Linked DNA regions of Mus musculus: region 2 is linked to region 1. Evidence: chromatin contacts called from public promoter capture Hi-C data. All regions are on one chromosome and are shown on one strand. The core of a region is the stretch at or near the end of the contact, and the rest is flanking DNA. Distances in the headings are between cores, read along the strand shown.

Region 1 (3,461 bases), core at 290-2,789:
CACTAGTGATCTGAGGGACCAAACCCTGTCCTGCATTTCCCAGGAGCCATGCCCAGAGACGTCAACACTGGGCTGCTCACCCAGGTCTCGGGTCCCTTCGGGGTAAGCAGCAGGCAAGAACACAGGGCTCTGTCCATCTGTGAAGGCCCACAGCACTCCTTCAGGAAGCAGGAGGAAGATGGAGAAAAGAAACCTGCCTCCCCAGAAAACAGCTCCAGGTGGTCAGGAACATACCCATACCCTGCTCTGAGGTCCCCTTTCCTTAGGGCCCAGCTTGAGAGGCAAGGGCTAAAGGGGCAAGATTTCAATGCCCTTGCAGCCTCTAGGACCTCACTGGGTATCCATAGCCCCAACTCTCAGAAAGACCCAATCCTACTGGCAAAGGTGTCAGGGCTGTGGAGGGAGCCCCCCCCCCCCCCAGGCCCCAGACCCAGGGCGTCACTGAGCCTCCCAGCCCCACCCAGCCTGGATGTCTCCTACTCTGACATCACCTGCCTGCCATCATCTCACTGTGGACAGCAGGCACGGGGACACCCTTAGAGGAGAGGGAGGCCAACCCCCAGAGCCTGGTCATGGGGTGACCACTGCCACCGCCAGTCCAACTTGGAAAGGCTTCTGAGCCAGGGCTTGCTGTAGGAGGTTTGGGGCTAGGCTTAGCCCGGCCATCGTTGCTAGGAGGGAGAATAATAAACACCCCAAACTTGTCCCCTCAGCCGCGCCAAGCAGAAGAGCCACCACCCGAAGGTGAAGGAGGAGGTGGCGATGCAGATGCTGAGAGACAGTGGGAGGCAGGGAGCAGCCCCGTGGCTGAAAGGAGCAGACAGGAGGAGGTCCCCTCCTGGCCGCGGACAGCCCAGAGGCAGAGAAAGCAGGGAGACGGTGGCGGCTAAAGGGAAAGGAGAGAAGAGAAGGAAGACGGAGGGAGGGACCGCAGAAGGAGGGGGGACCGGGCACCCGGGAGGAGGCCGGGAGGCGGGCAGGCGCGCCAGGCCCAGAGGGGGAGGGAGCGGCGTTGTATCCTGAATCAGCGCTGGCCCTGCCCGGGCGGGGACCGGGCGCCCAGGTCTACCAGCTCGGCAGGCCGCGTAGACATGCGCGGGGCCAGGCCTTGTCGCCGGTGCCAGGAGGCCCCTCCCGGGCGCGCGCAGACATGGGCAGCATCGGCAAGCGCTGGCCGGGCCAGGTGTGCCGGGCCCTCGCCCAGCCCCTTCCTCACCGCCGCTTTTGTCCAGCCCCGCCCGCCCCGGTGTGGCCTGGAGGCACGCAGGTGCCCTGCTGGAGGCCCTGCCGCCGTGGGCGCAGGGCTGGCGCGGCCCCTCCTGCGTCCTACCTGTGCTCCCGCCAGGCCCGCGGCTCGCCCGCCCGGACGCTGCCCGGCCCAGCCCGGCCCTCTGCCCGCCCGGCCGAGCGCTGGGCGGGGCCGCCGCCTAGGACATGCCCGGCGCGGCCCGCACGCTGGCGGCAGCCCCGGCCGAGCCCACGGGCAGAGCGCCGGACCGCGGCCTCGCGCGGCGGGTCCCCTGACGTCTGCCGCGACACGCTCCGCCCCGGCGCGCCCCGCCCCCGTGATGCCCCGCCCCGCGACGCCCCGCCCCCCGGAAACCAGGTTAGGGCGGGCCAGCCTCAGCAGGTGAGCTGGACTCCGCAGCGCCGCCCCAGAGGTTACGCGCGGCCCCTCCCGTTCCGTCCACCCGTCCCGGCGCACCGGATCGGGCAACCAGGAACGGGCGATCACCTTTGTCCCCGGCCCAGCCTGGGGCGGCGCATCTCCGCCACCCTGTGCATTCAGACCCCCTTCTCTCTGGCGCTGGCTATCCCAGGGTTGCGAGAAAGGGCGTACGGCTGCCCAGCGTCCTGTCCCAGAGCCGAATAGTTAACATTTAACCACATTCCAGAAGCCCGAGCTCCAGCCGCTCTCCCAGCCCCAACCTTTGGCCTTTCAGCCCAGTGGAGGGGTGCAGGGCGAAGGAAGTAGGATGGATCCCAGAGGCCTGTGCGTCCAGCTGGGTCTCTTCCTCCTGCGCCCTCGACGTTGCAGGATAGGCCACGGGCTCGGGACAGGATGGTGGGCAAAGACACCAACGTACCTGGATGTCACAGTGGGCTGGACGGGGAGGGGCGGGGAACTCCGGAGGCTCTCCCAGTTCCTGAGGTAAGTTCTCACCGGCCGCTGGCTGGTGCCTGGTGCAACAATGGAGGTATCAGGTGTCCCTCTAGTGCCAAGGGGGAAAGGATTAGCGTGGGGCGGAGCGGCTTTGCAGAGTGGTGGAGAAAGTACTGTTCAGAGTGCATTCCTGCATTCCCGTTGAAGGGTACTAGTGAGGGCCTTGGCGGAAGTGGAATGCAGAGCAGAACTCCAGGCCTAGGAATGTGCGCTTTATCCTGCTGGTACAGGAGCTTCGTGAACCCAATCCACCCCGCCCAGGCTCCAAAGCCAGCGGGCACAGTTGCCCATCCCTGCCCTGTAGAAGGAGGTGGAAGGGGTTCTACACAACTCGAGAGTAGAGGCAAGCCCGCCAAGAGGAGACAGATAGGAAAAACTGCATGAGAATGTGCTAGGTTGTTGGGCCTGGCTGTGCGAGCTTATAGTACAGGCCCAAATGGGGGAGCCTGGCTTGCGGTATGGACAGAGGAGGAACCTGTAGCCTCGTGACCAATTTTGGATGTCATCCCAAGGACAGTGGGGCTCAGGAAGTTTGTGCCAGCTGAGACCTGATGAGATGAAGGCCTTGGAGAGAGCTCTAGATGTCTTTGTGGGCAAACGGGAGTACTTTGAGGGGGAGGCCAGGACTCCAGGGAGAGGCCAGGAACTGGAAGAGATGGAGGCAGAGGAGACTTGTCAGGTACTGGAAAGAGGAGGGCTGGGTACGTTCCTGTCTTCCTAGCCCATTTGTCCTTGCCAGGGTTGTTAGCCCCGGTCTCAGCTTCCGGGAGCTGTATGGGGATTTTGCAGTTTCTTCCTAGTAGACTGAGACTGTCCTGTTTCTGAGTCCCAACTCCCGAGCCGGGCTCTCCCATTCTCTTGGCTCTGTAAACAGCCCTTTCCCCAGCGGCTTCGCTGTCTTAGCTTAGCTACCCCTTGCTCACTCCTTAGTAATGGATGCTTATAAACGTTATTATTTTTTTTTTCTATTTGAGACTTTTACCTGGGTTGTGGCTCCTTCCAAGGTGAAGGACGGGAGATGAAGGAATGGTGTCCTGGGTTCTGACTGAGGCCCCTGCCAGCTGTGCACTGTCATGGGGTCGGTATCCTTAGACATGAGGGCAGGGTTGGAGTGGGCTGCTGCTTCCTGGAAGGGGAGGAGGGGTCAAGCTCGCTTGAGTGACTTGAGCAGTAGCATTGGGATCAGAAAGCAGATCTAGTAGTAGCTTCAGTCTTCATCGAGTAAGGGTGACACTTAAGGCCACTGAGCAGAGAGGCTTCCTTTAGTTCAAACTAAGAACACACAGACCAAGTAAGG
Region 2 (3,461 bases), core at 343-2,842, 380 kb before region 1:
CAGAATAAGGGGCAACACCTGGAAGGGGGCCCCCTGGGGAGCCAGGAGCTAGCCTCTGCCCTGGAAAGCAGGCCAGTAAGCCTATAGCATCCAGTGACCTGGCCCACTCCCTCTGGGGCTGGCAAGGCTGAATCCTCACAGACCAGCCCCTCCTCATATGACCCCAGGCTGTATGACCTGTGGCAGGTCCTGGCAGAGAGCAAAGGTGTGAGATCAGGGATTCCCTGAGAGGCCCCTGCTGTGGGAGGCCTGCTGTGGGAGGATGAGCCATCCGTGTGGAGATAGCTGCACCCCTGTGCCCCAAGCCACAGAACTGAGCTGGCTGGGTCCCGCTGGTGTGAGATGGAAGGAAATGACCTAGGCACTCAGGGGTCGGGGTCTTCCGTAGGAGTGGTTGATGGGTGTTTCGGGGTGGTCTTGCACTCAAGCACACTCTCACAGCAAAGCCCAAGTTTGCTAGTGGGGGACAGCAGCAGACTCATCCACATTTAGGCTGTGACCAGGAGGGTCTCCAAGTCCAGAGAGAGAGCAGAAGAAGGCTATGGGATAACTATAAGGGTCAGCATGGCCTGGATGTGTGCAAGGCCATTCCGGAGTATCCTGGTCACACACACACATACACAAACTGGGCAAAGGGCTTCTTCCCAGGGCCCAACAACTGGGGGACCAGCCCGGGCAGACAGGCTCTCATGGCCCCAGGTCAGTAGGGACCTCTGGCCTTCCAAAGGCCAGGAAAGTGCCTCCTTGCTAGGCAGGGGTGAGCAGTAAGGCAGAGAAAAGTTTGGGGTGATTCAGACCTGCACTTGGGATGTAGGCCCCCTGCTGTAGCCAACCCTCCCCCCCAGGAATCCCTGCTAAGGAAAGCCCTCGGCTGGGACGGGCTCGTGGCCCCTGCAACAGGACTCACGGTGCCTGCACACCTAGCGGGCCCTGCACGGCCCCCTGAGGAGACCGCTTGCCCCCCAGACCCCGAAACTCCTGCTCGCGGGACCGCAGCCAGAGCTCCAGAGGCACGTGCTCCTGCTCAGGGGCTCCGGCCCGGACCCAGGCCCAGGCCTCCCGCCGCCGGGCCCGCCGGCCCCCGGGATGCCCTGGCCACCCTGGCCACTCGCCGCTACTCCGCCTGCGTCCCGCGGGCCACCCCCGGTCCCCAACAGGTGGGCATAGCCCCCTCCCAGCGCCGCTCGGCGCCCCGCGCGCGCGCGCCCCGGCACCGGCAGCCCAGGGGCCATTTTGGGCCGGGACGAGCACCGGAGACCAGAACCGAGCCTCGCGGGCGGGGCGCGAGCGCGACGGGGGCGGGACGGGGGGGAGGGGCGCGGGCCGCGCGCGAGGGCGGCGTGGGGGAGGCGCGGAGGCCGCGGCGGGGCCGGGAGGCGCGGGCGGTGGGCCCGCGGCGCATAAAGGCCGTGGCGGGGCCTTACCTCCGACCCTGTACATGTTGGCGGCCATGTCCGGGCCGGCGGCGGGGCCGCGGGGCGCGGGGCGCGAGCGCGGGCGGCGGGCCGGGCGCGGGCCGGGGCGGGGGCGGGCGCGGGGGCGCCGGCGGGCGGTTTAAAGGGACCGCGCTGCTCCGCCGCCGCCGCCGCCGCCGCCTCCGAGGCCGCCGAGGCCGCGCAGGGACGGGAGGGCCGCGGCGCGGGCGGGAGAGGAAGAGGAGGAGCGGCCGCGGGCGGCGGGGAGGGGCCTCGGGCGCCGCCGCCCACCGCGCGGGCCGTTACCCGACCCCGCGCCGCGCCGGCCCGCGTGCCCCTGGCCGAGTGGCCCTTCTGAGCCCTTAGCTCGCCTGGTCCTCGGCATCCCCGGATCGCCCTCCCACGACCCCTCCTGCCTGGCTCTCAGCATCCCCGGGTGGCCATCCGGAGCCCCACGCTTTCGTGGCCCTGGCATCCCGAGTGGCCCTCCTGCATCCTCTCCAAAGTGGTCCTCGGCATCCCTGGGTCAGCTGCTCATCCCTTGGAGGTCCTTCGAAGCCACTGCTGGAGTGGCCCTTGGCATCCCCAGGTGGTCCTCCTCGGCAGGCCCACACCCTGCGTCCCTGGGACGCACTCCTGCAACCCGCCTAGAGTGGCTGGCCCTCCACATCATTGATGGCCCTCCTGCGACCCCTCCGGAATGATACTTGGCATCCTCCAGTGGCACTCTCCAGGCCCACGCCCGCCTGGACCTCGGCACCCACTGGGTGGCCCTTCTTTAACCCTCAGTGGTCCTCGACATCCCTGGATGGCCCTCTTACATGGTCTTTCAGCTTACCTGGGAGGCTCTCCACGACCCCTCCCAAATGACTCGGGCATCCTCCAGTGGCACTCTCCAGCACTCTCCAGGCCCATTCCCTCCTGGCCCTCAGCACCCATTGGTGACCCTTTCCCTGCCCTCCCCCCACCCCCGCCAAGCTCCATGCTCACCTAGTCTTCAGCAACCCCAGGTCACCTCCAGAGACCTCTCACATACCTGACAAGGTGAGCCCTCCTAGGACTGGCTCCTTGGGAGTTTCTCACAAGGTTGCCTTGGGTCCTTCTATGTGAGCCCTTCCCTGCACCCCTGTGTAGGGATCCTTTCCAATTCTTGTAGGGGTCCTCAGTGTGTCCCCCATTGTCCAACCTCTTCAGTCACCCAGGAACATCATGACTATCCTTGAACAAGGCGGTCATGCTTGTTCCTGAAGTGCCAGGCCTCCCTCCGTGTACCTCCCTGCTCGCTTGGATTCCCTCCCACAAGCCCAAGCTGAAGCCAAGACCACATAAGCCGTGGGGCATTGCGGTGCTGAGGAAGGTGCCTCTTTGTGGCATCTGTGACTAAGGGCTTGCCTTTGCTTATCTAAGGTCTGTGAAGAGGGAGTTCTTAGACATTACCCCAAGGCCAGAGGACAAAAGGTTGTGTCCCTGATGGGACTCCTGTCCCTGCCACAGTTGGGGCAGTGAAAAGGAGCTGACTGGGAGTTCTGGTTGAGTCTGAGCACGGCGGGTTACTTTGTCGGTGGAAGTCTATGGCCGCCAAGTCGGCGTCCTCTTTGAGGTGCATTCTGTGGAGTGGAGTAAATGGCGCTCAGGAAAGCATTGTGGGCCACGGTGAGGGTTAGGCGTGGGGGGGGGGGGCTCAGGGCTAATGCACTGTACATAACTAGGCAAGAAATCTGCATGACGCTTGGACCCATGGAAGGGTCTCAAGGCCTAGGCCACCTCCCTGAGCAATGAGAAGAAACATCACTCTGGTCTACATAGTGAATTCCAGGACAACCAGAGCTGCATAGACCCAGTCTCAAAACAAAAAGCTAACCAAATAACATCTAGGCAGTGGTCAGGGCAGAGGGCATAGACTTGACATAGTCTGTAGCACCTCAGTTTGCCTCCGCCCCAGAGGTAGCCCTCCAGCCCCAGTTGCAGGCCTCAGTCCTCTTCTTCCTTGGGGAAAGATGGCAACCAAAGCACAGGTGGTCACGGCTGACTTCTAAAGGGGGCTTC

Evidence for each region. Promoter capture Hi-C pulls out the DNA fragments that hold promoters and counts their contacts.
Region 2: a promoter capture Hi-C map of pre-B cells shows a contact between it and region 1, with 2.5 times the contacts expected there. The contact joins the promoter of Mta1 here to the promoter of Cep170b in region 1. A contact is called at or near these places in 2 of 39 promoter capture datasets (liver and pre-B cells), 2 of 484 Hi-C or Micro-C datasets (B cells and embryonic stem cells), 1 of 115 datasets of contacts at active chromatin or transcription factors (pancreatic cancer cells) and 1 of 9 other capture datasets (liver).

What each region holds. Positions count from the first base shown.
Region 1 is chr12:112,720,252-112,723,712 of GRCm38.p6, reverse strand. It overlaps Cep170b (centrosomal protein 170B), which reads right to left and starts at 1,539. Exons shown (of 19, transcript NM_001024602.3): 1 at 1,331-1,539. It overlaps Gm46382 (proline-rich extensin-like protein EPR1), which reads left to right and starts at 1,547. Exons shown (of 2, transcript XM_017315329.2): 1 at 1,547-2,152.
Region 2 is chr12:113,096,409-113,099,869 of GRCm38.p6, reverse strand. Mta1 (metastasis associated 1) reads right to left here and starts at 1,592. Exons shown (of 21, transcript NM_001364622.1): 1 at 1,425-1,592. The coding sequence starts at 1,452.